Regions from separate parts of the Astyanax mexicanus genome. Here region 2 is linked to region 1. The links are chromatin contacts, called in public Hi-C maps. All regions are on one chromosome and are shown on one strand. Each heading gives the region's core, a stretch centred on a gene start, on an enhancer-like site or on the middle of the called end of the contact. The rest is flanking DNA. Distances are from core to core; before and after follow the strand shown.

Region 1 (6,368 bases), core at 3,668-6,167:
AGATGTTATCAGCTCAATTCTTGTCAGTTTCAGTCTCTTTTAGAGTGTGCCGTTTAAGGGCTCTGTCAATTTTATGCAAATATGCTGTTGAGCTTACCAGTGTTAGTGTTATCTTAGTGCTTATATGCTTTTAGTTGCTTATATGCTTTTTTCTGTTTGTTAGTTTCATTTTTTAATTTCCCCATTTCTGTCTGCACCACTCTATAACAGTTAGAAACTAAAAAAGAAACAACAGTAAAAGCGTATTTGCTAAATCAGTACATAAAAATTTATAATATTAATATTTAAGTTTGGTCTTTTTATGTTATTAATTTTATATATGTATTATTCTTGTATATATGTATTATCTTTTTATATTATTCTTTCTTTTGTGTTTACAGAAATATTTCTTTGTATTTTTTTTGTATATGTATTTTTCCACAACAACACGTGTCCATAATCTCACAGCAAAGAGACATGAGCGAGTGTTTGTTTTCGTTTTTTTTTTTATTAACAGACTAGAGAAAGTTTCATTGAAGGATCCAATAAAAACGGCCAAATATCTACTTTGACCAATCACAAGTAGTTGATCTGCATACAGCCGCGCCAGCGTCTCAGCAACTCCAATGGGTGACCGTCTACCACGTGACGTCGACACATTGTCCTTCAATCAGCTAAAGCGCGAGCAGAGCATTCTGAGCCCCGCCCCTCCAGGCTCCTGCTGATTCGTTGCGATTCAGTTTAAAGAACCGATTCTTCAAAAATGATCATTTTATTGAATGGAATGTTCAACACAGCGATTCTTTGATTCAGGAATCAGACTGAGCTCACTCCACAGACACAGCTGCCAGCGAGCACAGAGATTCAGTTCAGCCTATGAACCGGAGTAGTGTTACTTTAGCTTAGCTATTAATAGACTCTTATAGAAGATCCAAAACAAAAACACAGAACTTAAATAGCGGTGACGGAGAAGAACTGCTGGAATCTAATTTACAGAGCCTCCTGAAGGGATACCCCTCGCTGCAGAACCACAAGTCCAGGGGGTGGGGCTGGATCTGATCCAAGGGGTTGAGCCTGACCTCCTGACCACCCATATCTTCTTTTCATTGGTTTTAAGTCATCGCATTTCAATTCGTCGTTAAACTTAACACGTGTCGCTTACGTTTCCCGACCAGGACTTATTTTATCTTATCAAATAAATCCTGGAACCCAACCTTAAGACTTTTACCGTTTATAGTAGGGGTGTCACGATTCTCTAAATCCTCGATTCGATTTCATTTTCGATTTGAGGGTCACGATTCGATTCGATTCTCGATTTTCTTGTTTTTTTTTCTTGTTATTATTTTATGCCTCATAAAATTTTAATAATATATTTATTATTATTATTATTATAAATATTATAAATATTATTATTATTATTATTATTTATTAAGATATATATGGTAATGCCATCTAGTGACTTTTTTTGGTAGCAACAGTGTGCACTATTAAAACAAGCAGTTTATCAGAGCTGTGTGTGGATGGCTGGTGAAACTGCTCATTACATGAAGCTGCAGTTCTTCATCCAACCACTACCAGCAGCAGCACAAGCTCCGCTCTCTTCACTCAGTCACTACTTCAGTACAGCCCAGCCACGGGCTACAGGGCTCAGCCAGTCCGTTTTTACTGTTTCTGTAAACAAATAAAGGTTTTAACCCCACTAACCGGATAATACAGCTCACTACAGTTCATCTTTCAGCCCAAGCAGCTAACAGCAGCAGGTTAGAACAGCCGACACGGAGGCACTGCTCGGATTACATTATAAACAGGTCAGTTAGCGCGCTGCTAACCTCAGGATGTTTATAACTACGGAGTTTAGTGGACACACCACGGCCGCCAGGTAAGTCTTTTAAAGGCTACCGAAGACTATTAAAGGCTATTAGAGTGTAACCCCTGGCTCCCAGGGGTTACAAGAGGTTATTGAAAGCATTATTGGGGGGCAGAAATCAGTACAGGCTGGTTAGATAAGTGATGTGGGTATTGTCTTATAAATATTTACACATAACTTATATCTCTCCTGAAAAGCTTTTATTTTAGTCAGAAACACGCTTGTGTTTACTTTATCTGAGAGAAAGATGTTTTTTTAATTCAATGGAAAGCAACAGGTGTAGTCAATTATAAGTTTAAGATTTTTAATCCACCTCACTGTGATCTATAGTCAGTGTTCTCAAGTCACACTGACACACGCATTTCAGCGAGTTCACACGCTCTCACCTGCGCGCACCCACCCCTCCGTTAGATACAGATACAAAACCTGCGCGCCCAACCCCCTCCCCCCCTCCCCCGTTGGACAGATAAAAAACAGTGATCACACTCCCGCCGACTGCGCTCATGCAGCGGCTCTCTATTTAAATGAATAGGATGCGCTGTGTTGGTGCCGCGCCATTTGCGTAGCGCGCTGCGCTATTTGCGTAGCGCGCGCGGGAGGGATCGTCGATCCTCTTTTTGACTTCGATACTCGAGATCGTGACCTCATTTCGATTCGATTTCGATAAAATATCGAGATCGTGACACCCCTAGTTTATAGATCAAAATGTTATTTGCTACGTAGCACATTTAAATCACACAATACAGATTTAAAAGAAGGAACATGTCTGTGATTACAAACATAATAAAATGTTGTACATTTCCTAAAATCACCCAACGAAACTAATTAATAGTATTAGCAAAATGAAAATGTGTCTATTATGAACTTACTTTCACGTTCGTGATTGTTTACTTGACTCCGAAAGGCGAGTGAGTAAAACCGGATGGGGAAGAGTCCGATCTGCTTCAGACCAATGAAAACACGACGTAGGAAGAGTTGGATCAGATCCAGCCCCACCCCCTGGACTTGTGGTTCTGCAGCGAGGGGTACTTGGCCTGAAGGGGAGATAGTGGTACACAGGATTATATGTCGAGGTCATAACCAAGCTATGTTAATGAACAAGTTTCTAGTGGCTGAAAAATATACAGTGAGCAGGGCTGGATGAAATGATCAAAACAACTTTATTTCGGTATATACAATATAATTCCGATATTAATATATACAATATAAAAGCCACAAACAAACGGCCAAATAAGCGATTTATTCAAAAAAGTTAATTATTGTACTGCCTAATATTGAGGTGACAAGATCAGATTCGGAGGCCATAAGATAATATTTTGAGCCAATAAGATATAATAATACATAAAATAATACTTTGAGGTCTTACAATAATATTTTGAGGCCACAAGACAATAATGTGAGGGCATATGATAATCTGATGCCATACAATAATATTTTGAGTCTTTAAGCATATTTTTTTCAGGCCATAAGATAATATTTTGAAACCATTAGATGTTTTAAGTCTTTAATATAATAGTTTAAGGACATAAAATATACTTTTACTGCCTTACAATAATATTTTGAGGCCATAAAATAATAATTTGAGGGCATATGATAATCTGACGTCATACGAGTATTTTGAGTCTTTAGGATAATACTTGAATGTCCTAAGATAATAGTTTGAGGCCATAAAATAATATTTTCAGTCTTTAAGATAATATTTTGAGGCCATACGATATTTTGAGTTTTTAATATGATGGTCTAAAACCATAAAACTATTAGTTGGGGACTTACAATGATATTTTGAGGCCACAAGATTTAATTTGAGGGTGTGTGATAATCTGTGGCCATACAATAGTATTTTGACACTTTAAAATAATAGTTTGAGGCCACAATATAATATTTTGAAGACACAAGCTATTTTCTTAGGACATAAGAATAGTTTGAGGCCATACAGTTATAATTTAAGGCAATACACTAAAATTTTGAGGCTGTATGATAATAATTTGAGGCCACACTATAATATTTTGTGTCTTTAAGATAATATTTAAAAGCCATGGGATTATACTTATATTTTAAGGCCACAAGATAATAATCTAAGGGTATATGATAATAATTTAAGGACATAGAATAATATTTTGAGTCTTTCAGATAATATTTTGAGGCCATAAATTTCTAGTTTAAGGCTACATTATATTATTTTGAGTCTATAAAATAATATGTTGCGCCCACAAGATAATAGTATTAGGCCGTAAGACAGTATTTTGAAGACACAAGATATGTTTTCAGGACACAAGTATAGTTTGAGGCAATACAGTTATAATTTCAGGCAATACAGTAATATCTTGAGGTCGTAAGACAATAATTAGAGGCCATATTATAATAATTTGTAATATTAATATTTTGAGACCATGAGATAATAGTTTGGGGCCATGAGGTCCTGAATCAATTTAACATGCATTATGCATTAATTCAAATAAAGCTGGGCAAGTACATTTAAAGATATTTCACAATATATACCTTACAAAATAGATATGTAAATGTTGCATGCTATTTCTGTTAAAATGAATGCAAGTCTGTTTTTATACTTTTTTCATTTTCCAGAAGGACTTGGCACACTGCCCACACTGCCAAAGGTACCAATTGGTCTTATATAATATTGTAATTTTCTGAGACACTGTTATTTATATATTTTTTAATTTTTATTGTTTGTAAGCTATTATGATAATCATCAACAATAAAAGAAATAAACGCTTAAAATAGATCACTCTCTGTGTTATACATCTATATAATAATATATGAGTTTCACATTTTTAGTAACTGAATTACTGAAATAAAGCAACTTTTTAATGATATTCTATATATATTTTTTAGATGCACTAGTACAGAACACACAGTGAATTTAAGGTGTGTCCAGACATTTGAATGTTTTCGTTCATATAAGCGTTTATAAAAAGGAGAACGTGACAAACAGTGCGTTTACCCACCAAAACAATGGACTGTGTAGTGTAAGTGGAGAAGTGAATCGGCTCAAATGATTCACTGAGCGGAAGGATCCGCTCGCTGTAAAAGATCCGAGTCTCTGGTGAGTCTGACAGTGGCGCTGTTCAGTGATCAGTGTGAGCGGTGTGTGTGAGCAGTGTGATTTTCGCTGTGCTCTGTTAGAGGACCGGGCTGAGGGAACTACTGCCGCCGCTGCTGCTTCTTCTTCTGCGGGAACAGACGGGGACTATACGCCGCGAGGAGCCGCGGAGACACGGCGGAGGAGCCTAAGAGGGACAGAGAGCCGCGGGGCTGCAGGCATGGCGGTGGAAGAGGAAGGTCTGCGGGTTTTTCAGAGCGTCAAAATTAAAATAGGTAAGGCAGGCGCGCGCTCTGGGAACGTGCGCGGCTCGCGGCTGCTGTTGTGTGTGGCGCGTGCGGCATGTTTTTTTGATCTTTCAGATTCTGATTTGAACTGCGCTCCGTGTTCGGTCGTTTGAATCAGATTTGGCGCCGTTATGAATCCAGTTCATACCCTGGATACACACACACACACAGCCTGGCGCGTTCAGGACACATGTCTCTGTGTGTTTGTGTTATTGCACTGTTATAAGCGAGCTACGCTCTGTTTATAACACACTAAACCAGAGCATGAACTCTCCTCACACACTGCAGTAGTCTAGTCCTAACCGGGGGGTTTGTGTATATTCAGCGTTATGAAGCTAAACCCGGGTCTAAATAGCTCTCTGTCTGCGTCCAGATGTTAGGTAAGCTAGTTAGTTAGCCAGCTCTGCTCGTCTAAACCGTTTAGAGCCCGGTTCTGACTCTTAAATTAGTGTTTTTTCATGTTCTTTTATCATATTCTGGTTGTTTTCCCTCTTCAGAGCTTTTCCTTTCCCTCATGGATTCCCTTCTTTCCCACGTGAGTCTCCATAATCTCTATAGTCTGTCTCCATAGATCTGCTCACACTGTCACACAGCAGCAGCTACATCACCACCACCATCATCATCATCATCATCAAACACAGGATTGTTAACTGGAATTACTGATGAAAAGGGCACTAATGCTACAGCAGTTCCTTTCTTGGCATCTAGATATACAGCTCTGGAAAAAATTATAAGAGACTACTTCTGTTTCTAAATCAGTTTCTGTGATTTTGCTATTTATAGGTTTATGTTTGAGTAAAATGAACATTGTTATTTTATTCTATAATAGTGCTGCAGCTATTGATTATTTTGGTGTTCGACTAATCTGATCATTTATTTTTTGCGATTAGTCGATTAGTCAACGACTATATGACTAATAATCAGAGCTTTCAGACCTCAGCTAATGCAAAGAAAACAAGTTCATATTCATAAAGTTTTAAGAGTTTATAAATCAAAATTTGGTGGGAGAACCCTGGTTTTTAATCACAGCTTTCATGCATCTTGGCATGTTCTCCTCCACCAGTCTTACACACTTGATTATATTCCAGAGGTTTTCAATTTGATAAGATTAAATACACTAATCATTTTTAAGTAGTCTCTTATTTTTATCCCAGAGCTGTATATGGGATTGTTT
Region 2 (6,797 bases), core at 960-3,459, 64 kb after region 1:
AGGAACTTTCTTAGTAGCCTATTAGTGTTATTTTGTTTGTGTGAAAAAACTTTTTAAAACTACCCCACATGCTTTCTTGTGAATCTGTATGATATAACAACCCTGTTATGTGTTCTGTTAGCCCCGTGTTTAATCTTGTGCTCATCGATATTTCAGAAATTTGTCAGAAAGCTTTTCTTCTGTTTCATTTTGAATCACAGATTCAACTTTTAGCAGTTTGTGGTTTTCCACTTGAAGAGCGTCCACACCCTCATTTCCTCCCTTAAACAGACAAGACATCATTTACATGCCATGCACAACTCAGACTGTGAGAAACTGCTTTGTTTACGAGGCAGCAGAATAAATTGAGTTTGGGTGGTACACTAAAAAAATGACATTCAAATCTCCACAAAAATATTGCTAATATTAAAATCCAGGATTTTGCTTGATTCTTATTTAGTCTTATTTAGCAATGTCATCGCTTCTTTCAAGTTCAGAATGTAGACTACTTTTTATTTATGCTTAAATATGGATAAAAGCTTATGAATAACAGTTTCGCTACAATAACGCTACTTTCTTCTCTGCGTTGCTGTCTCTTTTTTGAAGCATACGTTTGCCAAGTTTCCTTTCCTGTAGGCCATAATTCCCCTGCATGCTGCTAACTGCTCTATGTAACTTTGATGAAGCAAAAAATCGCAAAATTATACTCCGAACTTCTGCAAAACTGAGCATGAATCTAGTCAGGCAAATATGTCAAAGATTACAGGTATGAAACAATAAGAAACTGGGTCTTATAAACAAGAGGGTATACAAATTATTCTCAAATTAAGAAGGGTCTCAAAGGCTACTTTTGGGTAGTGTACCTCTTGGTGAAAGATCTGTGACTGCTAAACATGCCTCTACGACACATTATGAGGAGTAATCTGAATATTTTGTACAGAGAGAATAGGATTCAGCAATCTTTCCTTCTTCCTTTGCATATCTTTCTATTTTAATGAAGTTGACTTTTTTTATTCAAGTGGTACTTGAACATAGTTTACAAAGAATAATCATATTTAAATATAAATAAAATCCTATTGGGAAAATATTATATTAATACTGGGCAGAATACCGGTTCATCTGGTATACCGGAGGAGAAATGAACCAGTATGCTTTTTTCACAAACCACCATACCACTAGAGGTGCTGCGGAGCGCTGTGCAGAACAGCACCACTAAAGAAGCATACTGGCATAGCTCGCTAGCTAATGCTAGCCAGTTAGCATAACAAGCTAACACCCTGGAAGCTCAACTCTGTGAAGTCAAACGCTCGTCTAGGCCTGTGCTGTCTTTAAAGAAATGAGAACAGTACTTTATCTAAGGAGCTCCTGCTGCAATTCCTTCTGTATGAGTGTTTTTATCAGAGAAAAATAAAAAAAACAACAGCAAACAGCGGTTGCTTACTCAGAAAGGAGGTCCCTTTTAAATATTTAGCATTTTGAATTCTTAAACATTAAGTAGTTTTTAAAATGTTAGTGTTTATGGAACTATTTAAATATTTAGTTTTGTAAAGGAAGCCGTGTTATGGTTGCTGGTGTATCTCTATCTAAGGTCTATTGTTTACATTCTTTAGCCGTTTTTCTGTTAATAAAGTCTTATTTCTTTATATATTGTGTCATTTTGTGGGACAAAGTAAATCCGATAGAAACCAAAGAAATTTAAGGCCTTGGTGTTTTATTTTATATACACTCCTAACAGTAGAGTATGAAACAAACCTATAGTAAAGCCCAGTCATTTAAAAATATATAAATAATAATAATAATAAAAATACAGTGATATACTGTGAAACTGTCACAATCTTGAAAAATATAAATTTTTGGTCATACAACCCAGATCTTACAAATATTTATTTTTACATTCAAAAACACAATATTAAAAGTTTTACAATTTTCAATACTTTACATCAATCTATGTTTTACTGAGTTTCAGTGACGACCTCGGTTGTTCTAACCTGACTCTCAATACCGCCCTCCACCATTAGACCCACAGATAGTGAGAAGTGATAAGTGGTGGTTTACCGCAGAAAGGAAAACAAAGAGAACGAAAGAGCAAGAACGAGGGGAAAGGAGAAACAGAACGTATCCACACCCCTGTGCTCGCTCTTGCTTGGTGAAGCGTTCCTTTCTGAGAAACCACAGCAGGGCTGTTGATGTAGTGAGCTCTCGAGGGAGTGCCGCGTGCGCTACGCGAGCCAGCGGAGGCGATAGCATCTCGCCACGGACAAACTGACCACTCTCTCTCCCCCTCTCTCTGTCTCTCTCTCTGTCTCTCTCTCTCTGTCTGCACGCCTTTCCGTCCACAGCTCTCTGCTCCACCCTGATGTATGTCTGTTTTGGACAGAACCCGCTAATAGCCCCCCTGACACTGGCACGCAAACACACACAGGCCAGCGAATGAGAGAAGACAACAGAGTGATTGATTCTGACAATCTGAGGCGTACAATTCATTCACTGTTGATCTCTTCCTCCACAGAGTCAGAGTCTTTCCCCCACACACAGGACATGCTTCAACTCGCCTCACACACACTCTGGACACACAGTATCGAAATAAGCATCTTGCCAGTGATCCACTTATTAATTTGTTTCAAGCAACAATATGTAGTATTTTACCGTAAACTAATTCTTCAAAATCATTGTGATGCTCCCATACTGTTTGTATTTGTGTCTACTATAGGCGTGGCGTGCTGCTACCTGCACTATGTAACTTTGGTGACACAAAAAAACTCAAAAATACACTTTGAACTCCTGCAAAATTTGAATTAAGCATGAATTAGGTGGATTACAGGTGTGAACTGATTGGACACAGGAGGCTCTATTTTAATGACCTATAGGCAAGGCGTCAACCGTGCGTGTGTCTTTGCTATCAAAAGAACACAAAAATTTATGCTGTGTGCAGCTCACAATGCGCAAGAGGTATGTACTAATTCTCTTCATTAATCACGGGTGTGTTTTGGGCGTAACAGGAAATAAACCAATCAGCATGTCTCTTACCATTTCCTTTAAGAGCCAAGTGCACTCTGACTTTGGCACCTGCGAAGCTATGATAGGAATGGGTGTCTGACTGGTGACTGTTGTCAGGGTTTTAATCAGTGAGTGACGCACCTCTGTTGCCAAGATAGCAATACGCCAGAATTGTACCTGAACACACTGAACACACATCTCTTTCAGACATCCACACTCATCAGCCTAGATATACAGTGGCATGAACAAGTATTTGCCCGTTTACAGATTTCTTTTGTTTTTGATTTTTTGTCATACTGATATTTTTCCAATTATTAAACTTTAATAGCTTTAATATCAGACAAAGATAACCTGAGTAAATACAAAAAGCACTTTTTTTAAAAAGAAAAAACTATCCAAACCAATTTATCCCAGTGAAAAAAAGTGTTTGCCCCTAAATCTAATAACTTGGCAGCAACAACTCCAGTTTATCGGTAACTGACAATGAATCTTTCACATCTCTGTGGAGAAATTTTGGCTCCACTCTTCTTTCCAGAATTGATCTAATTCAGCCACGTTGGAGGGTTTTTAAGCATACTGCTCGCCCACAAACAGCAAAGATGTCCCAGTCAAGATGACTCTCGAGTGTATTATTGCGATTCCCCAATAAATAAAATTATAATCGCTTACATACAGTATATAATCAATACATTCACATAAAGTTTCATTCGTTTTACCTCAATCGGAACTGAATCGGTAAAACTGGAGCATTTCTGCGCTACTTTTTTTGTTTCTTTACATCCATGATTAAAGACATGAAGTGTTTTTGTGAGGTCTACTGTCCTAGCCACTTAACTCCAAGCTATAAATAGCAGCTGACTGAGATGTGAATATTGGCCGTGTTTCCTGTCTACACTTGTTGAGGGCCAGCCACTGCCAGGCACATAAATAGGTGTAGAAACATTGCTTTTAACAACAATTGTGACATTGTCTCGGGGCAAACGTGCCTCACATCAGTGTTTTCCACCCCCTTTTCCTTCAGCAGCTCATTGCACATTTCCGTGTTTCCCCAACGTTTACATACCTGACTCAACCCATGAGCTCATGAGCCTCCTTCTAAAAATATATATAAATTTTCAGCTTTGATAGATCATATCCGTTAAAGCAAGGCCTATTGTAACATTCACTTTTAGGTTTAAATTTAGCTCTACTCTCTCTATATAGCGACAGACCTTTTACGGTCTAACCACATGAAGTTGCACAACAACCACTTTACAACACTCTGGCAAATCACTTATGAAACCATATAAACCATTATAGCAACCTCCTGAAATACTGTACTACAATAGCAACCACTTGAGCTGAAACATGGAACACCTCAGCAACCACTTTCCAGAACTATAGAAACTACCTAACAACCTCATAGCAACCACCTGGGGTTCCATATCAACCATCTAGCAAGCAACAGCCATGCAACCTCATAGCAATCACTTGGGATAACAACTAGCAATCCTGTAACACCATAGCAGCCACATAGCAACCATCTCATCCATCTGGCAACCACCTTACTAGCTTTCTAGTCTGGTTAGAGATCATTAAAAAAGTATGGGATTCTTTGATTTTACCAAATTGAAAACCTCTGGAATATAATCAAGAGGAAGATGGATGATCACAAGCCATCAAACCAAGCTGAATTGCTTGATTTTTTGCACCAGGAGTGTCGTATAGCTATCCAAAAGCAGTGTGTAAGACTGGTGGAGGACACGCCACGATGCATGAAAACTGTGATTAAACACCAGGGTTATTCCACCAAATACTGATTTCTGAACTCTTAAAACTTTATGAATATGAATATGTTTTCTTTGCATTATTTGAGATCTGAAAGATCTGCATCTTTTTTGTTATTTCAGCCATTTCTCACTTTCTGCAAATAAATGCTCTAAATGACAATATTTGTATTTGAAATTTGGGAGAAATGTTGTCTGTAGTTTATAGAAAAAAACAACAATGTTCATTTTACTCAAATATATACCTATAAAATGCTAAATCAGAGAAACTGATTCAGAAACTGAAGTGCTCTCTTAATTATTCTCAGAGCTGTATATATATATATAACTTTACAAAATTATCTTTTTAACACAACTGTACATAAGCCATAAGCACTTGATTTTTACAAATAGTATTTTACATTTGTATAGTTTTGTGCTCTTTGTGCTTAGTGAGTTTCTCAGCTGATGATACACATTTAGAATAAAATTGATAATAGTGATTTTTATTAAGTTTTCTTGTGATTTTTGATTGTGTAGTTGATAGGTGTGCTTGTTAAAGGGGTTAGAATAGATGTAGTAGAGAAGGGAGAACCCTGAAATGTGCAGTGCAGTGGGAACTCTGTTCAGCTCTGCTCATATTTTGGTAAAGGTTCTTTTTTTGCTGACTGAACAGGTGTGTGGTGTTCTGCTCAGCGGCTTCTGTGCGTGTTCATACATCCATACGCTTCCTAAAGCGATCAGGGCCAGACCGCTCTTTCTTCCTCCCTTAATCCTTTGGCCGAATGTGCCTGTCTGGCTCGACCAGTTCCACCGTACCTAAGATAAGCCTCAGCGCCAGCCAAGGGCACGGCCGGAGCAGAGCAGAGCACGGAGAGCAGTAAAAACAAACACCGGGTCTGAATTTAAATAAATAAGTGATTCAGGCAGAGCTTAAACAATAAAAGGGAGGAGACTTAGAGTATAGAATAACAGAGATATAAATAGATTACTGTTTTTTTATGTGCAGTATTAACAGCAGGGTTAATGTAGTTAGCTTTAACCCTGTTAATGTTTTTATAAGGTGAAGAATATTACATAGGGTTTGCATTCTATTATGATCTAGAAAAAAAGGTTTTAATATTTTTTTCATCTAAATAATTTAGACTATCTTTTAGTCTGTATAAGTAGTTTTCTTGATTGTGATATACAATATTTACACACGACAGACACTTGCAGATACCGCTCACACAGAGGCTAGGCTTACAAGAGTAGTTAGGGGCAGGCAGGGGCAGCAACAATGAAGCAGCAAATATAAACAACATACCAAAGTGTAGTCAGGCAAAAACAGGGTCATATACACAGAAAATCCAGCAGAAAGAGGGCAAGACAGTAGTCAAAAATACAAAAAGGTTCAGCAAAAAAATAAACAATAGAGAGGGCAGGGCAAAAATCAAGAATCTGAAACAAAAACAAGTCAGTAACAAAACGCAGTAAACAAAGAAATGTGTTGTAAAAGAGCTAGATTACTGGATTCAATACTCAGCAGGGAGCAGAGCAAACAGAGGGTATTTATACTAGACAGAACAGGTGGAACCAATTAGTAACTGGGGGAGCAGAAACACCGTAGCGTCACGTGATCAACTGAGACAAAGTTGACATATTAGTTAATTGATGTTATTTATTTATTAACACAAACAATGGGAAACTCTGAGATCATGTCCAAATATTGTACAGGAAGTCAATAATGTAGTTAGTGCGACAGGCCTAGTCACAGTGAAAAATATCTAAAATGTTCCTTGAGGGATCGCAGATCATCTTGTGATTTTGTGTGTTCTAAAATGTTTTTAATAAAAACATTTCACCCTCACTCAGCCCTTTGGCTCTTTAAGTATGAAAACTGGGTAAAAATGGAAAGCAGTAAGTCCATTGGGCCACACGGGGCACTGAATGCAAGCTTTGGTTTGAAAGGGTTAAAATTACTGTGTTTGTGTCTGAGATATTACAAAACTAAAGTTAAGAATCTTATTTCGAAGAGACTAATATATTATTAGCAGTAGAAACAAAATATCTGCTACGGACTCTGTATCACGTTGA

Evidence for each region. Hi-C and Micro-C count contacts between places; a contact is called where the count stands out from the background.
Region 2: a contact with region 1 is called in a Hi-C map of muscle, with 11 times the contacts expected there. The contact joins the enhancer-like site here to the promoter of rasa3 in region 1. A contact is called at or near these places in 2 of 3 Hi-C or Micro-C datasets (both in muscle).

Annotation. Positions count from the first base shown.
Region 1 is chr21:18,822,458-18,828,825 of AstMex3_surface, forward strand. rasa3 (RAS p21 protein activator 3) reads left to right here and starts at 4,918. Exons shown (of 25, transcript XM_022674866.2): 1 at 4,918-5,182. The coding sequence starts at 5,128.
Region 2 is chr21:18,889,557-18,896,353 of AstMex3_surface, forward strand. All of the region lies in intron 7 of rasa3 (RAS p21 protein activator 3), which reads left to right. Among protein-coding and RNA genes, the nearest start is that of pros1, 33 kb to the right of the region's middle. Within about 2 kb of position 2,210, the one cell type or tissue checked has an H3K27ac peak away from gene starts, as active enhancers do.